5 separate regions of the Mus musculus genome follow, and regions 1, 2, 3 and 5 are each linked to region 4. The links are chromatin contacts, called in public Micro-C, capture Hi-C and promoter capture Hi-C maps. All regions are on one chromosome and are shown on one strand. Each heading gives the region's core, a stretch centred on a gene start, on an enhancer-like site or on the middle of the called end of the contact. The rest is flanking DNA. Distances are from core to core; before and after follow the strand shown.

Region 1 (2,815 bases), core at 257-2,756, 1.2 Mb after region 4:
TGGACGCTCCAGGCTCAGGGTGTCCTCTTCACTCTATGCGGGCCCGGTACATTTGCCCAGAAATCCCAGAAGCCATCGTCATTTCCCACAGCTGCGGGCCCCCTTAGCCACCTCCTCAGCCTGTGTGAGAGCCGTCCCTGGGACACCTAGCTCGCCTTGTTGACCCCTCAGCCAGGGAGTTAGCACAGTAGTTTGCTTGCCTCCTAAAATGTTACTGGGGATTTCAGTGACAAGGGAGGATCAACTTGCCTCAGTTTGACTGGAAGAGATGAAACAGATAATAAATAGGTTGATACTTGAACAAGATACAAGATAGATGGGAGAAAGAGCGGTGAGCTGGCAGCGACAGACAGCTCAGGGACAGATAAGATCGACAAATAAGTATCTAAGCAAACAGAGGGAGGGAAAGATACCTGCAGACCAAAGATGCCAGGTTCTTAGCTTTGGAATTCGGATCCCTGTTAGAGTGAAGCTACCCCTCTGAAATGGATTTGCTTTTCCAGCCAAGTTCGGAGGAGGGAGTCCTAGGGACTAGATTGGCGGCAAGAGCGCCTGCCGCCCAGCATTGGGTCCATGGAGCCCTGAGTGTCTGAAGACACGTGAGGTGACTGGGCGACCTAGAAGGCCCTAAACATCAATTCCTGGGTCCTCCACCAGGCTAGACTGTGGATACAGCTTCCTCTCTGCCTTCTCCAGAGATCAAAGCGAGGGACCAGCAGCAACTTTTTAGTGCTTGGAGTTTTACAGTGGCTTCCAAGAGTGGCCAAGATTCCTTCTAGCCCATCTGAGCTGATGTCGGGGCATGAAGGATACTCAAAGAGGAGTCACCCCCACAAAAGGAGCAGCCCAGAGCCTGGGGAGCCTGTGTTGGGTCTGAGTAAGAAAAGCTGTGTGGAAGAGGACAGAAAGCTCAGGGGCATGTTTCCAAAGCTAAAAAGTGACTCCAGAGAAACGCCTGTGAGAACCTCTCTGTCCCAAGCGCTGACAAGAGGGGAGCCGGCTTTAGTCTGGAATGCAGCTAAAAAATGCAGAAAATGTGGTTAGAGACTGCGTGATCCCGGCCTAACTGATGGCTGGCAAGAAAGCGTTTTGTAAACCCAGCTGGACTCTTTCTGCTCAAGGAACACCGGGCTCAAGGAGTCAGAAGAGAAGTACAGGTTTGTGCAAACCGGTACTGTTGTCCCTGGAAGCCGGTCACCACGAAGATAGGTGCATTGGGGGCCACCCGAGGTCGTGGTGCACGCGACAAGCTTTGGAAAGGGTAGGGTTCAGCACCGCGAACAGCAGTGGCCTCCTCCTCTTCCTTCTATCCTCCTCCTTCAACCTCCATCCCTCCCCCTTCTCCCTGCCCCCACCCCTACATCCTGCAGTTTGTGATGGGCAGTGAGTGCCCCTCCTTCGCCTCCCCACCTCTCCCTTCACTGCCCCCGCCCGCACGCGTGCATGCGCGACTGAGCAGAGGGGCCGCTGGTCCCTGAAGTCCGGGCTTCAGGACCCTGGCGGGCAGGGCGAGCTGTGAGGTAGCTGAAGGCACGCAAACCTGAGTGCCGGCTGGAAAGCCTGGATTTGGCTATGGCATTGCTGTGTGGCCTTGGGCAAGTCACTCTCCGTCTCTGGGTCCCACTTCCTTTCCAATCTGAAAACAGGATTGGTTTCCTGGCAGCCGGGGCTTTCCTGAGGTTTCGATTTTCCCTTTTCCTCCCTTAGCCCCCCGGGTGCTTTTGTTTCAGCTCAGAAGCTGGTCTGAATAACAAAAGGGGCCAGTCCGTGGGACGAATGAGCTTGAGCTCCCCACTGCCAAGTAACCCCCTCGCACCCCACACGTTGCGCCCCGCTGGGCGGGCCTGAACCTAGGTAGCGGCGCTAAAAAAATGGCTCATCTGCTCTCTGCTCTCTCTGTTTCGCAGGAGCGGCGGCATGGAGGCTCTCACCACTCAGCTGGGGCCGGGACGCGAGGGCAGCTCCTCTCCCAACTCCAAGCAAGAGCTGCAGCCCTACTCGGGATCCAGCGCCCTTAAACCCAACCAGGTGGGCGAGACGTCGCTGTACGGGGTACCCATCGTGTCGCTGGTCATTGATGGGCAGGAGCGCCTGTGCCTAGCCCAGATCTCCAACACCCTGCTCAAAAACTACAGCTACAATGAGATCCACAACCGCCGCGTGGCCCTGGGCATCACATGCGTGCAATGCACGCCGGTGCAGCTGGAGATACTGCGTCGGGCCGGGGCCATGCCCATCTCCTCTCGCCGCTGTGGTATGATCACAAAACGAGAGGCCGAACGCCTGTGCAAGTCGTTCCTGGGCGAGCACAAGCCCCCCAAACTGCCTGAGAACTTCGCCTTTGACGTGGTGCACGAGTGCGCATGGGGCTCTCGGGGCAGCTTCATCCCTGCCCGTTACAACAGCTCTCGTGCTAAGTGCATCAAGTGCGGCTACTGCAGTATGTATTTCTCTCCCAACAAGTTCATCTTCCATTCGCACCGCACACCCGACGCCAAGTACACTCAGCCCGACGCCGCCAACTTTAACTCGTGGCGTCGGCACCTCAAACTCAGTGACAAGTCGGCCACCGACGAACTGAGCCACGCTTGGGAGGACGTCAAGGCTATGTTTAATGGCGGTACGCGCAAGCGGACCTTCTCCCTGCAAGGGGGCGGCGGAGGCGGCGCTAATAGCGGGTCTGGTGGTGCAGGGAAGGGCGGCGCTGGTGGCGGTGGCGGTCCAGGGTGCGGCTCAGAGATGGCCCCAGGCCCACCGCCCCACAAAAGTCTGCGCTGCGGTGAAGACGAGGCGGCTGGGCCTCCCGGGCCACCTC
Region 2 (2,794 bases), core at 259-2,758, 1.1 Mb before region 4:
CAAACAGTTTAAATTATGGCATTTTAGTTGCTAGACCCATTCATAAAAAAGACATGATCGCCACACTGTATTTCCTTATAAGTAAAACTTACTAGGGAAATTTAAGAATAAGAGCCTCACTCAAAAGCCGGCCAAAGGAAGCCACTACCCCAACATCATATTCTCCAGATCCCACGTCGGGCCACTCGTACACCGGGAGCTGAGACTGAATAGCATATTGCTTCACAGGTAGTCCTTTGGGGGATAGCGAAGGCACTGTGACAACCTCCAGTTTCTCAATTAACTTTTCCTCTTTGCCGTCTCTGAATCAGAAAGATTGGGGGAAAAAAAATTTGACAGTGTCAGGGCAACAGCCCAAAGCTAAACTATTTCATGCACAGCAAAGCTATTTTTATGATTAAACCCATAGTACATTTAGAGCTAAAATAATTAAGATTTTTTGCAACCAACACACAGGGTTTAAATTTAATAATTTAAAAATTAAATTGTCTTTTATTATTATTATTGTGTGCATGGTGTGGGCATGTGCTATTATTACTGTGTGCGTGTGTGCAGGCGTATGCTACAGCATGTGTGTGGAAATGAGAGGAAAACTTTCAGAAGTCAGCTCTCTTCTTACAGCATCCACAGGGTGTAGCTCACAAGGGCCTGTCACTCCAGCTCCAGGGAATGGGACACTCACTTTAGGCCTCCACAGGCACCAACACGTACATGCTCATAGACACACACACATACAAATAAAATCTCAAAGTAAAAATCTTATTTAAAAAGAAAAGTGTTTGTAGGAAGGCAGGGATGGAGGCGAGATAAGTGCCTGGAAACCAGGGACCGATAAATAACCAAATATCCTTCCAGGGAAGTGGGGCGGTAGACACAGCAGCCTTTCAGGAAAGGGTGAATTACAAATAACTTTCTTCCTAGTAGACAAGGTTAGTTAAATCGCATAAATATTATATGTATATGAAACTGTTCTAACTTAGAAATGTATTCATTTGAAAACACAGGCGTGTAAAAGGGCAAGGAAACGGAGGCCACCAACACCAGGAAGGGACGAACTTTGGAGTCACAGCCCTTTTCAGCTAACCGGCTCCGCCCACGACCCTGGGTACTGGCCGGGCCTCTCCAGGTACCGGTTCCCAGGCTCGGGGAGATGGAGGGTCTGCTGGCAGATGCTGCAGGAGCCACAGGAGCTCTGCCGGCCGGGACCCAACAGGGCGCCTTCCCGGGACCTCGCTGCCCTGGGGTCGCCACCGCGGCTCGGCGTGGGACCCTGCCCCGGTACCTGGCGGCGTGCAGCGCCCGCAGCGTTTCCCGGGCAAAGTGGTCGGTGCCGAGGAACAGCACCCGCCAAGGCGGCTTCTCGCGGACTCGGGAACCTCGGCCGTCCTTCCCGTCGAACCCGGCAGGTGCTTGACAGGAACAGCGTGGCCTCCTTCCCATCAGCCACCGACCCCAGCAGCACCGCGGAAGGAGCATCACCTCGGCCCGCAGCGGCCCACCATGCGCATGCGTGCCCATGGTGGGGGGCGGAGCAAAGAGCTCAAAGGCCCAAGCACGCGCAGACGACAAGGCGGGGCCTGCCGCTTTGGAGGCGTGGCTCAACTGAAGAACCACTAAGGAAGAAATTTGAGGGGACTTTGATGTGTATTATTCAGCCAAGCTCTTCAAAGAACACTGCAGATATATACACACAAGCAAGACACTCATATGAATAAAACAAACCTTTAAAAGAAACTATTTTTTAAAACTTTACAAATTTTTTTTTAATTTATTTTTGTTTTACGTGCTTTGGTGCTTTGCCTGCATGCATGTCTGTGTAAGAGTGTGGAATCCCCTACAACTCGAGACAGTTCTGAGCTGCCACATGGGCCTGGGAATTGAACCTGGGTCCTATGGAAGGGAAGCCAGTGCTCTTAACTGCTGAGCCATCTCTGCAACGAGGGGTCCTGTCCCTCCAGCTCCAAAGCCATGATCCTAACCATTCGACCTGAACAGCAATCTTAACTACTAAGCAACTCAGGATTTCCACACCCAATGAAACTAAGGTTTGCTCACCTGTCTGAAGTCACTTCAGGAATCCAAGACTCTTAGATTCTCAGGCCTCCCATGTGGGATGCCATAGGGAGACTGTAGGGAAACGGAGGGGTGAGGGCTATCTGCTGAAGACCTCTGAAGACCATGGTGTGCAGATAGATATGTGTTTCCAAGGTACACTGGGGTCCTTAACATGGGTCATGCTTGTGACGCTGGCTCTGGCTATAGAGCAGCATCAGGTTCCTCTCTCATCTAATTCCTGTCACATGGCCTGAAAGCCAGAGGCCCTGGAGCAGTCTTTCATTTAGTTTTGAGGATCCCTGCTTCTGTGCCCTTGAGCGTTCCATCCACCTCACATTTCCTCTCTTCCTCACTAAATGGTATCCATTTTTCAGTGCTAAGACAACACCCTCCCTGAGGCCTTGAACTCCTACCTCACAGATTCAATAATTTTTTTCTCCATGTGTCCCCTCAAAACTGAGAGCGGCTTTGTTTGCCATAGTTGTGGAAAGTTGGCCAATGTGTGCCCAGAGAGCGGCAAATTCCTTGGGCTAAGTAGAAAAGAGAGGCAAAGATTATGATGCTGCTAGCCGGTGCATCTGACCATATGAGGGAAATGAGATGTGATGCCAAGCCGTATCCTCCTCTGATCAAGTCAGTCCCAGAATCCTAACTTAGGGGAAGTGGAACATGATTCTGACACTCAAGGTGCTGTCTTTTGAATACCGACTGAAGGTGTGACCTACTGGAGCTGGAGAGA
Region 3 (2,700 bases), core at 96-2,595, 1.1 Mb before region 4:
TGCGTTGCTGGACAGTAAGTTGGCTAGTTGTGAGAGAGCATGTACTTGGCCTTCAGAGTTTCAACAGAACCTGCAGTTCATAGCTGAGGAAATCGCCTCTACAAATGTTTAACACACGGTCAGTCACATATTGCTGGTCCTTTATCTCAATGTATAGGTGTCTTATATAGGGACAATCTGTGGTTGTTAATACAACCAATTAAAAAGGTTATTAGAACTAGAGAGCCTCTAGGTGACATAACTATGGTTCTCGGTGTTGGGGAACGCTCACCATGGGCTTTTACCACTGAACTACACCTAAGGCCCTGCGGCGGGCTGTTCACTACACATCTTCATCCTTCACCACACCTATATGTATTAAATAGCCATCTTTTTGGAGATTTCTTCAGGTAAGATTTATCCTTTCTCCAGGAACCTATCCACTTCTCTCTAAATATCATGAGAGGAGACGCTGCCCGCACATCTTTCTCTCTGACCACTCGTTTCAAGGTTCTGGTGTAAAATCTTTTTGAAAACTCATACACAGCTATTAGACGGCTTCCCAATGTGCAGAATCCTTGCAAAAAGAGAAGCTAGACCACTGCAGATGGAGACAAAACAACATCAGCCCCTAACTTCTAACTCCCTGGGAAAAGAAGAAAAAAGGGGGGGGGGGTTTCTCTCGCCCTGCTACACTCTTCATGACTCTTTCACAGGCCTCACACCTAGTCTGAGGTAGGATCTTTAAAACAACTCTACTCGCAGCCCTTAAAAGTTGACTGAAACCAAAATGCTCCTGAATTTCTGCCCCAGGATGGGTGGCTCAAGAAAATGAGGATGTCTGACTAAGGATTTTGGGCACCAATCGCCATAGGGGCCGCCCTGGGTTCCACCAGTTCAGAAACAACAACAATCCGCAATGAACCGAGGCTGAACCTTAGACAGACCCACAGGCACAATCGGACACACACAGGCGCCCGCGAGAGCGCACCACACGCACACACAGAGATATGGATCACGTGCATGGTCACAAGGACCTGCCCACTCGTGAACTCTGCTCGTAAGTCACGCATGCTCGATACACGCCCACCTACAACCCTACACGCACCACACACCCACACTCTTGCTTTCCAGGGCCTGCCCCTCACCTGCCGTGGCCGCTCCCGCGTCCCTTTCTTTCCAGCCTAGACGGATCTTCGCCCCGATTTGGGCGCAGAGGATGGAGTCGGCGGGGCGCGGACTGGACCGGCGGCCGCAGATCAGGAGCCCCGCGGGAGCAGCGGGCAGAGGGGGCGCGCGGCCGAGCAGCCAGAGGCCACCGCCTCCCAGCTTTGGTACTGCGAGCTCCCCGGGCGCGCCTCCCGCTTCCGGGTTCCGAGGAGGCGGGACCAGATGGCGAGGAAGGGGCGGGGCTCTGGTGGTTACTATGGCGACGGGGCTGGCAAGGGAGGCCCTGTTCTGAGATTTGCGGTGTCCTAGAGGCTGTGGAGGCTGGTGGTGGATAAGGGTCAGTTCTTGGTCACTTCTGACAGGAGCATGGAGGAGGAAGTGAAAAATCTAGGCTGTAGGCCCCGGGGATGTGCTTCTGACTTCGGTTTTTAGGCGTCTTCATGCTTTGGTGGGGAGACACTTTTGGTCCATAGCTTTGGTGAATAGGCCTTGACATAGTCTTTTTAAAACATTAGTATATATCAGTTCATTACAATGGCTTAATTAGGACATTTTGATACCTATATAAAGAATTTGGATCATCACCCTCCCTTAGTCTCTGCCTCCCATGTCCCATTCCCCTTCAGCCTCCCAACTGCATATGCTTTCTCAGCAAAATTGTTTTTACCTTTTGTATAGACGCTGTCCTCTGACCTCCTTTCAAAGCCTTGTCTCCTTTTATGGCTTTGTGCTGATGTTGAGGGGGTATACTCAGCGCTGGTTTGCCCTCTTCTGTCAGGCACAGTCTAGTCACTGTTCTTACGAGAGATGTGGCAGATGCCACAACACCTTTCAGTTAGCTTACAGCTTTGCTCTGAAATAATGCATAATAATATTGAGTGACCTGTCAATCTTGTTTGAAAATTTGTAAGGTTCCTAAAGCAAGATCCTAATGTTTTAGGGACTTTTAAAAATATTTTTTATTATTATTACTTTTAATCGTGTGTGTGTTTGTGGGAGAGAGAATATATGGTGCACATGAGTGTAGTTTATAAGGAGGGCAGAGGAGGATCCTAGAGCTGGCATTACAAGTGTTTGTGAGTTGCCTAACACGGGTGTAAAAGTAATATGTATTCTTAACCTCTGAGCAATCTCTCAGCCCCCACGTGTGTGTGTGTGTGTGTGCGTGTCCCTGTGCCTGTGCATGTACGTGTGCGTGTGTGTGTGTGCGTGTGCCTGTACGTGTGTGTGTGCGTGTGTGTGTGTGTGTGTGTACGTGTGTGTGTTGATGCCTGCTGAGGCCAGCTTTGGACCCCCTGGAGCTGGAACTGCAGATGATTAAGATGGATCAAGCCTGACTGGGTACTAGGAACTCAGCTTTGGTCCTCTGGAAGAGCAGTAAGTTTGTTAACCACCAAACCATCTCTCCAGGCCTAGAGAGCACAGACGAAAACAATGACTCAAAAAAACAAAAACAAAACCACAAAACAACCAAACACTGATCTATGGCTCAGGAGTCTTAGGTTCCAGTCTAGAACTTAGACAAACACCAGACACATTTTCCCCAATGCA
Region 4 (2,713 bases), core at 33-2,532:
CTCTCCTTGCACTGTCTGGTGCCTGTTTGCCAGCTCTACATTATTTTCCTGTTTGTGCAAGTCTACCTTGAGTTTCACCAAGTGATTTGACACAGAGATATGAGGAGGAGGAGGAGACCATGACCCTTTAGCATTCCCTTAGGGTGAAATGAGAGACTGGTCCTGGTTTATTTCAGCTGCGTTGGAAGAACCAGGTGTTTCCAGCCAACTGGGCCAGCCACATTAACCAAAGGTTGCCAAGCAGTAAATTCCTTTGGTGCAGGCGCTCTCTCTTTTATTCACCAGTGACTAGATGATGCTTAACCTGCTTTGAAGTTGAGCAGTTTCTAGCTTCAAGATTGGTTCTGAAACATAATAACTAGGTATCCTTGGGCACTTAAGCTCCCTTAATGCAGCCTCACAGCCTATAAAATGATACAAATAAACACCCACTCCTTTGATTTAAGGAAGCTAAATGATACTCTTGCTCCAGTGGGCTCAGTGCTTGGAGAATCCAGGGTGTGTGGTCTCCCAAGATACCGTCCTTTTTGTCAAACACTACAAGCACAGTACTTAGAGATCATGTCAATAGCGGCTCTAAGAAGTCCTTTGCCCGAGGCTGCCAGCGCTATAAAAGTTGTAGAGTGTTTACCCCAGAAGGACTGGTTTTCATTTTATCTGTAGTGTTTGAATGTTTACGTGTATTAAAATTTAAAATAAGCATATTTTTGAAGAGGAAAACCGGTTTGGCCAGCAGGGTTACCAGCTTTTTTGCTGAGCTTTTCAATTCTTTCAGATACTGCAAAAACAAGGACGAGAAAACTCTACAGTTATTACCTCTGGTTTTTGTTTTGTTTTTTGTTTGTTTTTTGTTTTGGTTTTTCGAGACAGGGTTTCTCTGTGTAGCCCTGGCTGTCCTAGAACTCACTCTGTAGACCGGGCTGGCCTTGAACTCAGAAATCCACCTGCCTCTGCCTCCCAAGTGCTGGGATTAAAGGCATGAGCCATCACTGCCCGGCATTACCTCTGTTGCTATGGCAGCCCTTCGCACACGGGCCTGTGGGTAGAAACAAAGTAAAAAAAATAATAATAAAAATAAAAATAATAATCCTTTTACACTCGACTCTTAGACTACCTGCCACATCCTACCTTCACACCCGAGGATTCTTCGGGTGAAGTTTATCTACACTTTTCCCGCCCGGGGACAACTAAGGCACAGAGAGGAATAAAAGGCGCGAGTAGGACTGGGCCCGGAGGATTCTCAGCCCTGGCTAGGTCGCTCCCGGTAGCGGTAGCGGGAACGTGAACGCTGCTGCCTGCCCGACCAGGCCCGAGGGGCGGGCCTCAGGCCTCGGTCTCGCCTGAGCCTGCCGCCTGCCGCCCGCCGCCCGCCGCTTCCCGGCCACAGTGCCGGGCGACGCCGCCAGCATGCTGCAGAAGCGGGAGAAGGTGCTGCTGCTGAGGACCTTCCAGGGTCGGACGCTGCGGATCGTGCGTGAACACTACCTGCGGCCCAGCGTGCCTTGCAACAGCCCGCTGTGCCCGCAGCCTGCCGCCTGCCGCAACGGTCAGAGCCGGGGTGGACCGGGAAGGCCCGGGCGGGAAGAGCGAGGGAGGCCGGAGCCGGAGAGGGAAGCCGGGGCTCGGAGAGCGAGAGAAGCCGGGACTCGGAGAACGAGGGAAGCCAGGACCAAAGGAACGAGGGAGGCCGGGGCCTGACGTAGCGAAGGCTGCCGGGCGCGAGCGAAGGGACCTGAGGCCTGAGGAGCGAGGGTGGCAGAGGCCCAAAGAGCAAAGGGAATCCCGGCCTGGCGTCGCGATGGCGGCGGGGCCCTAGTGAAGGAAGCGGGACCCAAGGAGAGAGGAGAGCGGGAAGCTGAGCAGCGAGGGCGGCTTAGCGCTGGCATCAAGGGCGGAGCCAGACCCTCGCGGACTGTAGGCAGCCGGAGCGAGCATAACCGTCTGGGCTCGGCGGTACTGGGGCAGCCGGGAGCGGCCCTGGAGCGTCCCCGGTGCGTCCAGTCTTCCCTCCCAGTGGCCGGCACAGGCAGGACCGGCCTCTGCAGCCTCAGGGGCGCTCCTCTCCGGACCTGCCTGCTACAATAGCCGGGCTAAGTGGAAGAGCCTGCAGGCACCGGATGCTTCGGTTTTTCCAGGGGGACCTAAGGGCGTAGGCACCTCCTCCTTTCTGCCCGAAAATGCTATTGGCACCTTACTCCTGAGCGTATTACGCTGGCTGGACATTTGACATTGCCTGCTCTGCTCCTGCCAGTACGCAGACCCTCCAGCTGTTTGTTACCCCTAGTGGGAGATGAGCGTGAGGGGGTCTTTTCAGAATACATGATTGAGGTCACAGCTTGACCAAGGTGTCAGTTGAGTGGAAGCCCATTGATTGAACAGCGCATCCTTTTTAGGACGTTCTCCTCAACCCTAGAACCGTGTAGCCGTGTTAGGAAGCTTCAGACCGAATAGCCTTGGAATTGTTAGATGCTTACAAGGGGTCAACACACACACACATGTGCACTCTTGCCCTTACATATATATACACGTGTGTATATGTAGATAGAGATATAATGGATATGTAAGTAGCCAACGCAGTCAGTGCTCATGCATGTCTGTGATGGCTTAGTAGAAATTTAGTTTCTTCCAGGGACGTACTTGTTTTTAAAATATCATTCTTTCGAAGAAGTGCTGGCTACAACATAAACCATGTTGGGCTTGTATTTAATCACAG
Region 5 (2,700 bases), core at 148-2,647, 1.1 Mb before region 4:
CCCGTTGGCAAACTACTAGCCAGGGAACACATATTCTAAACTTTCTGGCACTGAAGATGTTACCTGGTTGGTTGAGTGTTTGCTTACCACGTACGAAGCCCTGGGTTCCATCCCCAAGTTTACCAGTGCCAGGAATGGTGGTACACATTTACAAACCCAGCACTTGGAAGAGGAAGGTAGAGGATTCAGGAATACAGGGCCATCCTTGCCTTCATAACAAGTTCTGGGACAGCCTGGGCTACATGAGACTGCCTCAAAAATAAAAGAGAATTCCTTCATCCGTGTAGTCACTAGCTGACCATTGGTTGAGTCACTGGGAACAGGCTGGTTTTCAAAGGAAAACCGTGTTTTGGGTTCCACTTCTGAGCCAGGAGTGCTGACTTCAAACTTCCTCAGAGAATCTCAGAGAAAGGAAGAGAAGGAAAGTCATAGCTCACAGGCCTGGTGGCCATTCGCTGTAGGCTGGAACTGGGTAGCCAGAGGAGCCCCTTCTGGTCCCCCATCTTCAGCTGGTTGGGTCTTTAAGTGTCAGAGAGCAGGGCAAACACTCCTTTTGGGGTCTCTGTGATGACTTTTAGAAGTGATGAAGGTCTAGGATGACAGAAATTATCTTAGTAGTAGCCCAAGATCCCAGGTTTCCCAAGGACAAGGTCTTGGCACCTGGGACTACAGACTTTCTTGAAAGTCAAGAGGGGTCTGGCTTGAAACAAATACATTTGATAAGAATAGTCTGTTTCAGAGTCCCAAGGGTTGGCAGTGGAGGAGTGGCCCAAGCCTGAGAAATTCTAATCTCAAATGACTTCTACTAAGTTTCTTGGAGGGGGTGGGGTGGACAGCACAGATCAAGGAGTAGCAAAGATGCCACTGAATTCAAAGGGGACCCAGGACTGGAGACCAGCGCCAACAGGTCTCGTTAGTGTCAGCTGATGAGATTTGGCTGCTGGTCCTAGGGATGCAGATAAGTAGAGGAACTAAGAGAAACACAAAGAGAGAATTTGGGGGGGGACAGGAGTCACAGGCACCGAGAACAGAGGCAGAGGCAGGCAAGCAGCTAAAGATAACCAAAGCGATGGAGAAGCAAGGCGAGAGTGATAGCCTGCAACAGAGAAACTGAGGCAAAAAGCAGTCTTAGGGACTCACCCAACCACCGGGAGAAGCAAGCCCCTGAGAGCTGGTGGATGAAGCTGCCCTCATCCTCCGCTCTCCAAGCTACTCACCAGACTTGCCCGCTCCGCGGCGCCCAAGGATAGCCAGGTTAACTTCCAGGGGCACGCTGTGCGGCCCGCTGCCAGCTCGGGGCTTGCCGAACACCGACGACATGGCGAAGCTGCAGATGGCCACGCCGGTCTCCCGGCCCGATGGGCTGCTAGTTGCACGCCCCCAGTCACTCAGACTATGGTGTCCGCCCGCTGGAGGAGGGGCGTGGACGGGGCGTGGCCTCCATGCTCCAACTGCCTTTTAAAAGCCGCTGAGCCCCCAGCCAGAGCACCCTGCAACCAGGGTTGCACTCCTTGCCTCCTGGTGGGTCTCTGTGTCACTTTTGCTTTAGACCACAGCCAGCTCACCCTCAGCACTTTACTTCTGTGTTTTGCATGGGCGACTCCAAGTAGCATCGCTGCAGAACTCAGGCTCCTGGGACAAAGGATTTGTGCCCCTTGCTAAGACTTCATGACCTAGCCAGGTGTTTTATGCTTCTAGTCCCAGCATTTGGGAAGCTGAAGGAGGGTTGCAGCAGTGGTGCATTGGAGGCCAACCTGGGCTATTCCAGGGTAGCTTAAGTTACATGTGAGGCTGTCTCAAACCAAACATAAAACACCTCACCCACGCTCCTGTAAGTAAACCTATTTGAACTCATTGGCTCGCCAAAAATTAATCAAAAGTATGACAATTGGAAGGAAGGTAACTGGGAAGAGGAAGGGGATACGTGAGTGGTAGGGACATGAGAGGGACTATGGGGGCTGTGGCTATGACCAAAATGCATTAGATGCATGTGTGAAAATGTCACATCAAGACTCATTATTATGTATAATTGATAAATGCCACTAAAACGTAAAGCTTTCTACAGGTTTGGCTTCCAGAAATCTAATCCATCCTGGAATACTTTTTCTCCCTGACAGGAGTAAAATGTGAATGTGTCTTCTTTGTTCTGGAGTGGACAGCAGTTCTGAGCTTGGTGATGAGGTTGATGAAGTAGGGGTCATTCCCTGGGGTCTCAGATCAGGCTATGCTGGAGATAGGGCACAAGAGCTTAGTTGCTGAGATAACTTTGGGAAAATCACCCACTTCTTTGGGTTTCTTTTCTTTCTCTCTTTCTTTCTTTCTTTCTTTCTTTTTTCTTTTTTTGCAACGCAATAGCAGCAATGGACCAGCCCTTCTTTGGGTTTTGATGTCCCTGTCTATAAATACCAATGGGCAGATAAATGCAAATTTTGGGGTGTGATTTTGGCAGGCCTGAGTAAATTCTAGAACCCTGAAGGCCTGTATTCTGGAAAACACTGATGCTGGAGAGGGAAGGGCATACTAGCTCCATCCCATTCCTGGCCCATAATGGTGAGCTGTCACCCATTCACCCACTGTGAGGGGAATCCACCTGCTTCCATAGCTGTTAAGCTAATAGAAAGTCTTTGTTAGTTAGGCAGCAATTACACTGGGTGTTTGGGATCCCAGTGTAGCCTTGGGCCTTTCTCAGGGTGAGCTTTT

The links. Promoter capture Hi-C pulls out the DNA fragments that hold promoters and counts their contacts. Hi-C and Micro-C count contacts between places; a contact is called where the count stands out from the background. Capture Hi-C pulls out chosen DNA fragments and counts their contacts.
Region 1: a contact with region 4 is called in a Micro-C map of embryonic stem cells, with 6 times the contacts expected there. The contact joins the promoter of Skor1 here to the promoter of Dis3l in region 4. A contact is called at or near these places in 1 of 39 promoter capture datasets (liver), 2 of 484 Hi-C or Micro-C datasets (B cells and embryonic stem cells) and 2 of 9 other capture datasets (adipose tissue and liver).
Region 2: a contact with region 4 is called in a promoter capture Hi-C map of pre-B cells, with 2.8 times the contacts expected there. The contact joins the promoter of Mtfmt here to the promoter of Dis3l in region 4. A contact is called at or near these places in 2 of 39 promoter capture datasets (cranial neural crest and pre-B cells).
Region 3: a contact with region 4 is called in a capture Hi-C map of macrophages, with 4 times the contacts expected there. The contact joins the promoter of Spg21 here to the promoter of Dis3l in region 4. A contact is called at or near these places in 1 of 39 promoter capture datasets (erythroid cells) and 1 of 9 other capture datasets (macrophages).
Region 5: a promoter capture Hi-C map of liver shows a contact between it and region 4, with 2.9 times the contacts expected there. The contact joins the promoter of Rasl12 here to the promoter of Dis3l in region 4. A contact is called at or near these places in 3 of 39 promoter capture datasets (liver and pre-B cells) and 1 of 9 other capture datasets (liver).

The regions. Positions count from the first base shown.
Region 1 is chr9:63,145,671-63,148,485 of GRCm38.p6, reverse strand. It overlaps Skor1 (SKI family transcriptional corepressor 1), which reads left to right and starts at 1,506. Exons shown (of 9, transcript NM_172446.3): 1 at 1,506-1,679; 2 at 1,908-2,815. The coding sequence starts at 1,573.
Region 2 is chr9:65,434,496-65,437,289 of GRCm38.p6, reverse strand. It overlaps Mtfmt (mitochondrial methionyl-tRNA formyltransferase), which reads right to left and starts at 1,508. Exons shown (of 9, transcript NM_027134.3): 1 at 1,283-1,508; 2 at 93-302. The coding sequence starts at 1,476.
Region 3 is chr9:65,459,582-65,462,281 of GRCm38.p6, reverse strand. Spg21 (SPG21, maspardin) reads right to left here and starts at 1,345. Exons shown (of 9, transcript NM_138584.2): 1 at 1,128-1,345.
Region 4 is chr9:64,339,826-64,342,538 of GRCm38.p6, reverse strand. It overlaps Dis3l (DIS3 like exosome 3'-5' exoribonuclease), which reads left to right and starts at 1,282. Exons shown (of 17, transcript NM_001001295.2): 1 at 1,282-1,546. The coding sequence starts at 1,408.
Region 5 is chr9:65,397,185-65,399,884 of GRCm38.p6, reverse strand. It overlaps Rasl12 (RAS-like, family 12), which reads right to left and starts at 1,397. Exons shown (of 5, transcript NM_001033158.2): 1 at 1,218-1,397. The coding sequence starts at 1,320.